Regions from separate parts of the Sus scrofa genome. Here region 1 is linked to region 2. The links are chromatin contacts, called in public Hi-C maps. All regions are on one chromosome and are shown on one strand. The core of a region is the stretch at or near the end of the contact, and the rest is flanking DNA. Distances in the headings are between cores, read along the strand shown. Region 1 has its middle 120 kb from the start of FAM20A. Region 2 holds the start of LOC100626206 (ATP-binding cassette sub-family A member 10).

Evidence for each region. A called contact is a pair of places that touch in the nucleus more often than the background predicts.
Region 1: a contact with region 2 is called in a Hi-C map of liver, with 5 times the contacts expected there. The contact joins the enhancer-like site here to the promoter of LOC100626206 in region 2. A contact is called at or near these places in 3 of 5 promoter capture datasets (fetal skeletal muscle, liver and skeletal muscle), 27 of 47 Hi-C or Micro-C datasets (adipocytes, adipose tissue, alveolar macrophages and 17 more) and 2 of 2 datasets of contacts at active chromatin or transcription factors (alveolar macrophages and skeletal muscle).

Annotation. Positions count from the first base shown.
Region 1 is chr12:11,486,864-11,490,257 of Sscrofa11.1, forward strand. No RefSeq gene overlaps it. Among named protein-coding and RNA genes, the nearest start is that of FAM20A, 120 kb to the right of the region's middle. Within about 2 kb of position 1,703, at least 3 of the 83 cell types and tissues checked have an H3K27ac peak or open chromatin away from gene starts, as enhancers often do. A contact at or near this core is called in liver, where this site is marked.
Region 2 is chr12:11,163,418-11,166,702 of Sscrofa11.1, forward strand. It overlaps LOC100626206 (ATP-binding cassette sub-family A member 10), which reads left to right and starts at 1,769. Exons shown (of 34, transcript XM_021068074.1): 1 at 1,769-2,490. The coding sequence starts at 2,395. It overlaps LOC110256158 (vegetative cell wall protein gp1-like), which reads left to right and starts at 384. Exons shown (of 1, transcript XM_021068073.1): 1 at 384-1,712. The coding sequence starts at 384. The coding sequence ends at 1,712.

The DNA.
Region 1 (3,394 bases), core at 453-2,952, 320 kb after region 2:
AGAGCTGGATCTGTCCGAAATCATTCCATACTTGCATTTCACAAGATGATAAACAGGAGTCCTATAAACAAAGGGTTCTAAAGTCAAGACTGGAATCCAGTGTTTGTACAGCAAAGAAACCATAAACAAAATGAAAAGGCAGCTTACGGAATGGGAGAAAATATTTGCAAATGATGTGGCCAACGAGGGATTAACTTCCAAAATACACAAACAGCTCATATGGTTCAATATGAAAAAAACAAACAACTCAATTTTTAAAATGGGCAGAAGATCTAAACAGACATTGCTTCAAAGAAGATACACAGATGGCCAACAGGCGCATGAAAGGGTGCCCAGTATCCCTAATTATTAGGGAAATGCAAATCAAAACTACAATGAAGTATCTCTCACCTCATACCGTCAGAATGTCTGTCATCAAAGCCTACAGATAATAAGTACTGGAGAGGATGCGGAGAAAAGGGAACCTTCCTGTACTGTTGGAGGGAATGCAAATTGATGCAGCCATGATGGAGAAGAGTATGGAGGTTCCTTAAAAAAAAAAAAATGAGTTAGCATATTATCCAGCAATCTCACTCCTGGTCCTATATTCAAAAAAAGATGAAAACTCTAATTTGAAAAGATGCATGCACCTCGATGTTCACAGCAGCACTGTTTACAGTAGCCAAGACATGGAAGCAACCTCAATGTCCATCAGCAGGTGAATGGATAAAGAAGATGCGGTGTACATACACGATGGAATACCACTTTGCCATTAAAATGCATGAAATAATGCCATTTGCAGTGACATGGATGGACCTGGAGATGATCATACTAAGTGAAGTAAATCAGAAAGAAAGAGGCAGATATAGGATATCTAAAAAAAAAAATTATACAAATGAACTTATTTACAAAACAGAAACAGACTCACAGACAGAGAACAGACTTGTGGTTGCCAAGGGGAATGGGGGAGGGAGTGAGATGGACTGGGGGTTTGGGGTTGGTAGATGCAAACTATTACATTTAGAATGGATAAGCAGTAAGTTCCTACTGCACAGCACAGGGATTGGATATATCCAGTCTCTTGGGATAGACCATGATGGAAGATAGTATGAGAAAAAGAATGTGTATATATATATACACACATACATATATGTGTGTGTGTATATACATAAATATATACATATACATATATATATATACATATATGTATATACATAAATATATACATATACATATATATATATACACACACACACACATATATACACACACACACATGGCTGGACCGCTATGCTATACAGCAGAAATTGGTGCAACATTGTGAATCAATTAGACTTTAAAAAATAAAGAAGTAAAAACAAATTGTTTTCATCCTTGTTAAAAAAAAAAAAGACAAGGAAAGAAAAGTCCTTCTCCCCATCTGTATTCCAAGTTGGTATTTACAACATAAAAGTGCTTTGTTTCTGTACATTTCTCCAAAAGAACATGGGAGATTGTCTCTAAAATTCCCAGAATGTACATATGAGATTTCGTTTGCCTGTTTTTCTTCCCCAAGCTGTCCCAAAGAAACACACCCAAGGACTGCAAGAATCTTCAGGATATGAATTATGGCCTTTTATAATATTTGGTCTTTTTCCAGTTCTGCTCTGGATCTTTGACCTCACTGTGAAAAACAGCAACAGCCTTGTTTCTACTGAAACGAAGAAATAGGCTTGCAGATTGCGCCATCTCCTGGCCATAGGAAGACCCCAACATGGCAGACTCCTTTCTTGCCTTTACTGTGGCACTGAGTCTGTGCCATCAGGGTAGCGAGAGAGAAATCATCCCTCTCCCCGGAAGTTAATCTGGACCTTTGGGGATCAGCAGCTTGAACTGCATTCAAATTAAGCCATGAGTCAGTTTCCAAAGTCCAATGCTTATTTATTTGGAAGCACCTGTTTCCACGAATGAGCCACGACCCATTATGCTCTCATGGAGGCTCACACTCTGGAATAGGGAAGCACATCAGTACTTTTCTAAAGTGCTCTTAGTTGCCATCATCATCAGATGTACAAGCCACTTGGTTTTTAGTTGTCTAAACACTCTCAAAAATACTTTTGTGACTCTGACAGAGATTGAGAGAAAGAGGGGGAGGGAGAATCAGGATCTCAAATCCTCGATCTGTTTTTTGACTGAAGGTTGACCAAGGTTACGTGTGAAGGAACCATTGGAGAGAAACCTCCTCCTTCACCAACACAAGATTTGGGGCCAAACCCCTGCGTGGAACACAGGAGTTCCATGCCATCGAGCCATCAAGGAAAATACAAAATATCTTTCATTGATTATATGTTGAAATGATAATATTTTGCATACACTGGGTTAAAGAAAACACATTGTTAAAATTAAAAAAAAAAAAAAAAGACTCCATTTGTGCCTCTGTCCTGAGCCCAAAAGACAGAAGATTGAATGACCTCCTTGGACTCACATCTTAATCTAAGCCAATATCTGGGTAGAAAGAAGAGGCAAGAAAAAAATGAACCCAGGTTAGAGTCACTAGCAGTTTCTTCCTAGAGTCCCCCAAAAATCTAGATTAGATCTTCCCCAAAGTGGAATAGAGCAGGAAGAAGGAAGGTTGTACTCAGGAGGAAGATCTCCCCAGTGTCTACCAGATACTTAAGCTTCATGGAAGACCAGCATCTTAAGGAGGTGAGCCCAAGATCCTGAGTCCTAAGATGCCATGTAAAGGATTCCAGTATCCAGGCTTGGGTCTTCATCAATTTCAGCCCAGCTCTGGATGCTAGGACGCCCCCCAAACTCCCTCTGTTCAGTGTCCCTCTTGATAAAAGAGCAAAGGAGAACAGGATGTCTCATTCTCCATTCTTTCTTGGGGCCAGCAACCTTCCACAGAACAAAGTTCACCAGCCCCTTTTGAATCTGAAATAGGCTGGGCTTGTAATGCACACTTAACAGCTGTGATGAAAAGGGATGTCTTGCGGATAGCTGGGAGAGCTGAAACCCCACAATGTGGTGCCTTCCAGTCTCAGCACAGAGAGCTGGTAGGAAACACATACTTCCAAACATGGCTAGAGTTTTTTGTTTTTTTTTTTTTGAGAAAAATACCAATATTTCAAATAATACCATGAAAACAACAGTATGAATTATGTATTCTCCATGAAAAACATCCATATAGATGTTTTAAAGTAAAACTAGAATCGCCATATGATTCTGCAATCCCACTCCTGGGGATCTATCCAGAGAAAATTCTAATTTGAAAAGATACATGCACCCTAATGTTCATAGCAGCACTATCTACAATCCCCAAGACTTGGAAACAACCTAGACATCCATCAACGGATGAATGGATAAAGATACGGTACATACATGCAGCGGAATATTACTCAGCCATAAAAAGGAACGAAATAATGCCACTCAGCAC
Region 2 (3,285 bases), core at 519-3,018:
GTAAAAGCGTATTTTAGTGCGGTCGTCAAAGGGAAGATAGACTCAGAAGCGTGCCTAAATATTATTAATATTTTTGTGTGTCAGGTTTACGCGTCTCTGAACAGCCTTTTCAAGAATTCGCAGGGTTTTACTTTTGGGGAAAGTGTAGGCTTTAGGACAAGTTGTTTCTTCCTGTGCTTTCTTTCTTCTTTGAAAAAGTCTTTGATGGACCCCCTCCAGCCCTTAACACGGAGATGGGTGTTTCCCCTTAGAAACTCTCAGGGGAGAACTGAGATGGCTTTACCTTTCATCAAAAAAGGAGACGTCTAGTCAGTTCTCTAAACATTGTAATTTGTATAGAACATCAGCACTGATACGCATGAATTTCAGTCACCAGTGCTGTGATGCCGAAAGACCGCCTCCAGGATTTCAAGTTGAAAACGCAGAAGCAGCCCCGTTATCCGTCAGGTGCACACCCCAATCACTCCAGCAGACCCTGCGCACCCGAGTCACTCCAGCAGACCCTGCGCACCCCAGTCCCTCCGGCAGACCCTGCGCACCCCAGTCACTCCAGCAGACCCTGCGCACCCCAGTCACTCCAGCAGACCCTGCACACCCGAGTCCCTCCAGCAGACCCTGCGCACCCGAGTCACTCCAGCAGACATGCGCACCCCAGTCACTCCAGCAGACCCTGCGCACCCCAGTCCCTCCGGCAGACCCTGCGCACCCCAGTCCCTCCGGCAGACCCTGCGCACCCCAGTCCCTCCGGCAGACCCTGCGCACCCCGGTCACTCCGGCAGACCCTGCGCACCCCGGTCACTCCAGCAGACCCTGCACACCCGAGTCCCTCCAGCAGACCCTGCGCACCCCGGTCACTCCGGCAGACCCTGCGCACCCCGGTCACTCCAGCAGACCCTGCACACCCGAGTCCCTCCAGCAGACCCTGCGCACCCCGGTCACTCCGGCAGACCCTGCGCACCCCGGTCACTCCAGCAGACCCTGCACACCCGAGTCCCTCCGGCAGACCCTGCGCACCCCGGTCACTCCGGCAGACCCTGCGCACCCCGGTCACTCCGGCAGACCCTGCGCACCCCGGTCACTCCGGCAGACCCTGCGCACCCCGGTCACTCCGGCAGACCCTGCGCACCCGAGTCACTCCGGCAGACCCTGCACACCCGAGTCCCTCCGGCAGACCCTGCACACCCCAGTCCCTCCGGCAGACCCTGCGCACCCGAGTCACTCCGGCAGACCCTGCGCACCCCGGTCCCTCCGGCAGACCCTGCGCACCCCGGTCCCTCCGGCAGACCCTGCACACCCGAGTCACTCCGGCAGACCCTGCGCACCCCAGTCACTCCGGCAGACCCTGCGCACCCCAGTCCCTCCGGCAGACCCTGCGCACCCCAGTCCCTCCGGCAGACCCTGCGCACCCGAGTCACTCCGGCAGACCCTGCGCACCCCAGTCCCTCCGGCAGACCCTGCACACCCGAGTCGCTCCAGCAGACCCTGCGCACCCCGGTCACTCCGGCAGACCCTGCACACCCGAGTCGCTCCAGCAGACCCTGCGCACCCCAGTCACTCCGGCAGACCCTGCGCACCCCAGTCCCTCCGGCAGACCCTGCGCACCCGAGTCACTCCGGCAGACCCTGCACACCCGAGTCACTCCAGCAGACATGCGCACCCCAGTCACTCCAGCAGACCCTGCACACCCGAGTCACTCCAGGCATCCTAGCTAACGAGGACTTCGATTTCGATTTCCATCTGCAGGCATCTTACCTCTCTGCCTCCTAAAAGGCCACCCGTGAGTTTCAAGGCGAGATAGGAGGTCTTTGGGATTTTAGGAATGACTGTCATATGATTCAGCTTTCCTTTCCTCAGTGGTTTCCTAGACGCCATCACATAGGCACGCAGAAGCCTGCCGTTCCAAGGGCAGACCAGTGTGGCAAACCTCTGAATAACAGAAACCCAGAGCTGGTTCTTATTCCTGGAGTACTTATTTATTTTTTTTTAAACTAAGGGACAACTGGATTCTAAATATTATTCTGACGTCTCATTCTCTGACTGACTTGAGATTGTTATCAGGTCAAGATTTGGCAGAAAAGCTTACTTTTGAGACAAGAGGGAAGAGACCTCTCACCCCGTAGCCCTCATCTGTGTCGTAACCAGAGAGCCTGGAGAGGAGGCTGAGCTGGCAGGACAGTGTGCACTCATTAATACTTCCTGCTTTTAAACCAAAAAAACCCCTCGTGAATGTGTGTTACTTTGCTTCCAGTGAAGACATCCGGGACTCTGTTTTCAAAGTGTTCAGAAGCTTTTTTGTAACTGGAATTTTTTTTTCTGGGGGGTGGTGTGTCTTTTTCTCACCTCATTATTGGTCCACAGTATTTACTTTTCATCTCTCTCAATGAACAGGACAGAATGATTAAAAAGGAGATAAGTGTGTGTCAACAAACTCAGGCCCTTCTCTACAAGAATCTTCTTAAAAAATGGAGGATGAAGAAAGAAAGCTTATTGGTGTGGTCTGCAAATATATAGTTTTCCCTATTTAGTGAATGAAAATCTACTATTTCATATTATGCCATTTTTCTTGCTTTTTTATGTTCACAAATTCTACGGGCTCGTTGATTTGGGGTTCTCAATATAGTACTTGGCAAATATTGCAGAATAGGTTAAAGATTATGGCAAAAGGTGAAATTAACTAAAGGGCTCATATGTCAGTTCCTGAAAAACAAAGTAAGTGGCATTTTTATTGAATAGAACTAGCCATTCTCCAAAGATGTGATCCATTTGAATCTCGTGGAGTCGTTCTGATTTACCCTGGGCCAACTTCAGTATTAGGAAAAAAAGAGAGAGAGAGAAAAAAAAAAGAAAGAGGCAAAATGAAATAGATTTTAAATGAGTAACTCAGAGTGCTCTATTGGGGACATTTTGATAAAATTTTGGTAATTGGTAAGGCTGGAGAAAAATTCATTAGCAAAAAATGAGGGAAGACTGTGCAGTATGTTTGCTTTCTGCAGATTTTTTAGTACAGGGGCATGGACCTTAGGATGAAGAGATTTGCTCTGTGTTACCATGAGGTGTGGCTGGAGCTGCCATGGCCACATAGATCTGGGTCCTGTTTAAAAATAGCCACTAACATTTCAGTGGGAGCTCACAGAGTTCACAGCCCCCTTTTTATTGTGCGATGGCTCCTAAAACAGTTCAGTTCTACTCCGTTAGTATGTTATGTTGATAAAGGGTACCATTATAGTGGTCACCCACTCAATTTTTTTTGGTATTTAATGATTTTTATTTTTTTCCGTTAGAGCT